2 separate regions of the Anser cygnoides genome follow, and region 2 is linked to region 1. Evidence: chromatin contacts called from public Hi-C data. All regions are on one chromosome and are shown on one strand. The core of a region is the stretch at or near the end of the contact, and the rest is flanking DNA. Distances in the headings are between cores, read along the strand shown.

Region 1 (2,700 bases), core at 161-2,660:
TTTAAAAGATATTTCATGTGATGTCATCAACAGCTTTGTACTTGCAGCCTGTTTCTTTATATTATGAACAAAACTACCTTTGTCTCGCTTCCAAATTTCAGCTGAAAGAGTGATCAAATCGGTCTGTGTTTCTCTTACCTCTTCTACCTTGTAGTCACACAAATATTCCACCTCATAACTCTTTAGACTCCTGTTGGTGATTCCAATGGATTTACATCTGAGATTTTCCTTCCTACATAATTCTTGGAGGGTCTCAAGTGAAGCTAGACATGGCACATACCAGGCTACAATAAGAAAATCGGTAAAGAATCCTATTTAATGTCTCGGCTGAGTTGAAACCGTTATGCACTCCACGTGCCTCAACCCAAAGTCCCCGCGGTACCACCTGTGCCAGCAGCCTCTCGCACACCTACGGCGTCTCTCCAACTTCACCCTAAGGCTCAGAGCAGAAGCACGGCGACGATTCCCTCCCTGAACCTCGGCTCGGCGTGCCTGGCCGCATACTTACACGGAACAACCAACGCTCTGGAGGGCAGGCGCTGCCGCAACACCCTTCCAGGGGCAGAAAGCGCCTTAAGACCAAGGGAGAGCGTTTCCCTACGGCGAAAGCATCCCGTAACGAGAGGCACAGCTCCGAGCGAGCCTCCCTTCTTCAACGGGACCTCCGAGGGGACCGCCGCAGCCCTGCAGCTCGTGAGGGGCGCGGAGGGGAGCCCGGCCCCTGTGACGGGACCACGGTGACCGACGGAGTCACGGCCCCGAGGCTCTTCCAGAAGGATCGCAGGGCTGGAGGGAGGCTGCTGGGGGCTGAAGGGGCAAGGGGGGGGGGGGAAGGGAAGTTCGGGAAGTCGGTGAGGGGCTGGGGGAGGAAGAGGAGGATGAGGAGAATGAGGAGGATGAAGAGGATGAGGAGGAAAAAGGGGAGGGAAGGGGGGCGGCTGCCTTTCCCCCAGCCCCCCTACAGCAGCCCCAACCCCTCTCCCTCACATTTACCTCAGGCACCCCCCCCCCCCCCCCCCACAGCACCGTGCTCAGCCCTCCTCGGCCGCTGGCGAGGCCTCCAACCTCCAGCCTCCCTCCCACGACCCCAAAAAAAACCTCCCCAACCCCCCCCCCCCCCCCCACCACCACCACACCGCCGAGCCCGGCTGCAACGCTCCTGCTACGGGAGGGGGTGGGAGGGCTCGGCGGCGGTTCCCTCAGCCCGGAACCTTCCTCCTCCTCCTCCTCCTCACCCCTCAGCGAGGCGGAGGGGAAGCGAGGGGCTCGGTGTCCGGCGGCCTCACCTCCTGGCCAGCCCTCCATCTTGGAGGGGGCCGCAGGCGCCAGGCGCGGGTTGGGGCCCGCCATGCTCCGCCCTCCCCCCCCCCCCACACTCCGTGCAGCACGGGGCGGGGCCATGGCGGCGCCTCAGAGGCGGCCCCGTTCTCCCCCCCACACCCCCCGTCACGTTTTTTGGGGGGTGTGAAGGGAGAAAGGAGAGGGTTAGGGGGTGGGGGTGAGGGCAAGGGTTCAAGGTTCTCTGACTACGTTAAAAAATTAGGAATAAAGCGTTTTTCACCCTGCTTTAAGGTACACTTCTCCCCCCCCCCCCCCCCCCCAAGACACTCTCTCCCTCCCACACTCTTCAGGACTCCTCCACAGAAACAAACCCACAAAAGCAGCAGCTATACGGAAAATTAACCCCCATCAAGAAAGTATAGCAAGACTCTCCCTACTAATAATAAAACTCTCACACCAAGCTTTAAACCTAAACTGTATGTTAAAGCAGCTTTTACAGATCTTACATGAAGTTTTAAACCTAAAGCATATGCTGAAGTGGCTTTTACAGACCCCATCTTTTTATTGTGTGCCAGGTGAAGGAAGGCCCAGGCTCCTTCTCTTTGTTCACTCTCAGCATCCACACGTGGGGCAGAGGCAACGGGAGGCCCTGAGGCCCCTCACTAGTGCTCTGTCGGATACTGACCTCCAGAGTCAAAAAGGGAATAGTTCAGGCACTTTGAACCAAAAATATATTCTCTCACAATACACTTCCCAGAAATGAGGTCTGCTGTTCAAGTCAGCCCCAAACCCCAGCAATTGGTACTGCTGTGCACAAAATACACACCCCTCAGAGATGTCCAGCCACTAGCTAGAACTCCAGCCTTTCCACAAGGATTTCTTCTAAGCTGATGTTAAGGTGCAACAGTATGGGGCTAAGGGACTCCACTGCCCACACCAAGTAAGACTTTGGGTTTTCCAAGACTCCTTTTAAAAGCTTCCAGACAGGAACTGATGAACTATTTATTCACTTACCTTCAGGAGACCAAAGAGCCAGTAGTAGGTGAGGCAAAATTTTCCAAGTATTACAAATTCAAGTCAAATGCTTATGTTTGAAATGCAGTAAGATTTATATGTACATAGGATACATTGCTTTTGTAAAGTAAAAAGGATACTAAAATGGGTGTAGGTAACTGAGGTAAATGCAACAGGTAACTGTGGAGCTCAAGACAAACTTGGGAAATCTGTCAGAAAGTAGTAACTGAGTCCAAGTCTCTTAAAAATCCAGATTGGCATCCCTCTCTCTAGTTTTGGTTTATGCCTTTGAGGTACTACTGGGTCACTCTGAATATCTGACAAAATAACATCTGGCCCTACTTAAGGGCTGAACTGCTGCTTTCCTCAACTGTATGCAAGACCAAGACCCTCAAATCCTGGAAC
Region 2 (2,700 bases), core at 67-2,566, 56 kb before region 1:
GTGTGGGTATGGGTGGTGGGAAGTAAGCAGCTGTGCTGCAGGGTTTTGTTATTTCTGACTGGGAGGGGTGCCCATTTGTCACAATGGCGTGTTCAGTTTTTTCACACCTCCTTTTCTCAGTTCTAAGCCATGCTGCTTATTGTGGGCAGGTTCAGCTGTGTTCTCTGCACAAAGCTGCTGTTGCAGGTCAGGCATACTGTGCCTTGCATGAACGGGTACACGTTTGGAGTGAGTTTAAATCGCTAAGCTGCAGCACAGGTAGTCAGCTCCTCTTCAGCTGCACCAGGGAAAGGGTTTTCTGCAAGCTGCCTTTGCAAAAACATTGTGGAAACTATGTAGGGAAACAAGTTTTCCTAAAACTAACTGAAACTTCAAGATTTTCTTGAACGGAGTGGGGGTGTTACCTCTCTCAAACATTTCTTGCCCACTCTGAAAAGAGGGATAAATCCCTGTACCTTCACACCGATAGCTACATTTGCTATCATTCTGCATCAGTAATTCCTGAAGCTTGAACGAACCTTACACATGTTAAACACAAGATCCAAATATCTGTGGTTATTCTGGCAGTGTTAACCAGGATGTCTTTTCACTGCGTGTGCAGAACCAGGAGCCCACCTGAGTGTGCTGTGGCACTGAGTAAGCCAGGTTTATTACTTCCTTTTCAGTGCTAGCACTACAAGAGCCAGGGAATAGGCAGCAGCTGTGGGATTTAGAAGAGGGCAGGGATATTGACAACTTGTGCCTGGAAGGAATCGGTATGTTGCTAATTTTTTGATGTAATGAGGTTTGTCCAAGAAAATTTGGAGCCACCCTACTGCCAGCAAGTTACAGGACGAGGCACAGCAATTAAAATTGGTCTTCTGAGCTGTAAAAACGTGTCACAGAAGCAGGAGTTGTGAAACTAAGTTATTAAGTTCAGGTAAAATTATCACATTTGTGGAGCTGGGAAACTGTAAAGGTATTGCTTCAGTCTCAGAACATCTAGGCAGCAGGTAGTGGAAAAGATTATTCCTGTTTATAGACAGAATATTTGACTTACAGAGGAACATTTTATCACCACCATGCAATCTCTCATTTCCTCTCCCCATGTCCTGTACTGTTCACAGGGTGGAATTCCTCTTACCTCATTTTAGGTGCCCACTCTAGGATGAAATGTATCTTATGTGAAGTAATTAGCTCAGATGTTGACATTTCAATCTAATGAGATAAAATTCATCCAGGCAGTCTACTTATTATGAAGTATTGCTGGCCAAAGCAGGTTTTTCTGTTCTTGCTACCAAAAATGCACTCTCATGTCCTGTCCTTCCGTGTCGTGCAGGACCTGGGTTCTCCAACGATAGAAGAACAAGTTGACCAGCCTACGATAGATGATGAAACTGTGCTAATTGTTCCTTCCTCCCATGGTTTTATCCAGACATCAGATGATATAGACAGTGAATCGGTGTTGCCCCTAACAACTCTAACAGGTATGTATATTTGATGCTGGAGCTAGCGTTTGCCAAATCAGTATAGCACTTTTGAGTTCTTTTAAACAATGATCCTTGCTTTCTCTTGAATTATTTTCCAAATTATTGCTGTGAATCTTTAACCACGTTGATTACCCCACTTACTTCAGTAGAAGTTGAAGAAAATCTCAACCTCGTGGGAAAAGCCGAACAGCAGCTGCTTCATGACTTAACTGAGCTGTTCCCATTGCCCTTGAGCCTTGAATTAGTACACACAGGCTAATGAGTAACTCTGTTTAGTGCGTGTTTCTTCATACCTGTGCTGGAATGAAATTGGTTTCTCATTTGGGAGAAAAACAGAGGCATCAGAAACGCAGTTAACCACTCGATAAGCTCTCATGGTGAGGGGCTGGGCGCTTTGGGGTGTTTGCACAGCACTCACCTGGAGGGGCTTGCTAGCTTTGCCACGCTTCCCCATGCCAAGAGTCATCTTAGGCTTGGAAGCAGCATAGATGCGTTCTCCCAGTGCTGCATCTAACAAATCCTCCTTTCTGGAGGAAGGATATACTTGCAGAGCCATCTGAGGATCAGCCTTGGGCCTGATACAGTAATACCTGGGGAATCCAAACATGAGTCACACTGGTTGCATCCAGGTTAGTCGTGGCTCCCCTTGAAAACTGAACTTGAAAACTGACTAGTTTAATGGAGTAACATTCCTTAAAATTGTTTCAAAGCTCAGACTGCATTTTGTCTCGTGTGTTTTATATATCATGTTATAATGGACCAGTAAATAATGAGTTCTAATGTACGGCATCTCCTGACAGATCCTATCCTACAGCATCACGGAGATGGGTCACACATCATTGGCTCATCACTGGGCAGTCCTGACTCGGAAGATTCAAAGGATGTTGAAGATTTAGTGAGCTGTCACTGAGAGAAGCAGCAGTCGCGTCCATTTTGTATCGACCACGTTCGCGTTGTGAAATCAGTTGCAACCCTGTGCCACGTTTCCAAAGAAAGCAGTCAGTCCATGTCTTTAAACAGAACCTTACAGTTTGAGATGACTACAGTGCACTTTTCCTGCTCAGGCTATTTTACCTCATTTGTGAAGGGTTACAGAGCAGCCAACCGAAGCCTGATGTGCGACGTTTCAGCCAGGGTGTTTCAGTGTTTGAAAGAAGCCCTGTTGGATTGCTCATTGCTAGGATCCACGTGGTCAGTTCTGAGTTGACTTTTTACTAGTGTGCTCAACTGC

Evidence for each region. Hi-C and Micro-C count contacts between places; a contact is called where the count stands out from the background.
Region 2: a Hi-C map of liver shows a contact between it and region 1, with 1.8 times the contacts expected there. The contact joins the enhancer-like site here to the promoter of SUV39H2 in region 1. A contact is called at or near these places in 2 of 7 Hi-C or Micro-C datasets (both in liver).

What each region holds. Positions count from the first base shown.
Region 1 is chr1:7,931,256-7,933,955 of Taihu_goose_T2T_genome, reverse strand. It overlaps SUV39H2 (SUV39H2 histone lysine methyltransferase), which reads right to left and starts at 1,410. Exons shown (of 6, transcript XM_066980110.1): 1 at 1,287-1,410; 2 at 139-284. The coding sequence starts at 1,401.
Region 2 is chr1:7,987,202-7,989,901 of Taihu_goose_T2T_genome, reverse strand. DMTF1 (cyclin D binding myb like transcription factor 1) reads left to right here. Exons shown (of 18, transcript XM_048062559.2): 17 at 1,319-1,466; 18 at 2,270-2,700. The coding sequence ends at 2,379. Among named protein-coding and RNA genes, the nearest start is that of TMEM243, 10 kb to the right of the region's middle. Within about 2 kb of position 1,316, at least 2 of the 3 cell types and tissues checked have open chromatin away from gene starts, as enhancers often do. A contact at or near this core is called in liver, where this site is marked.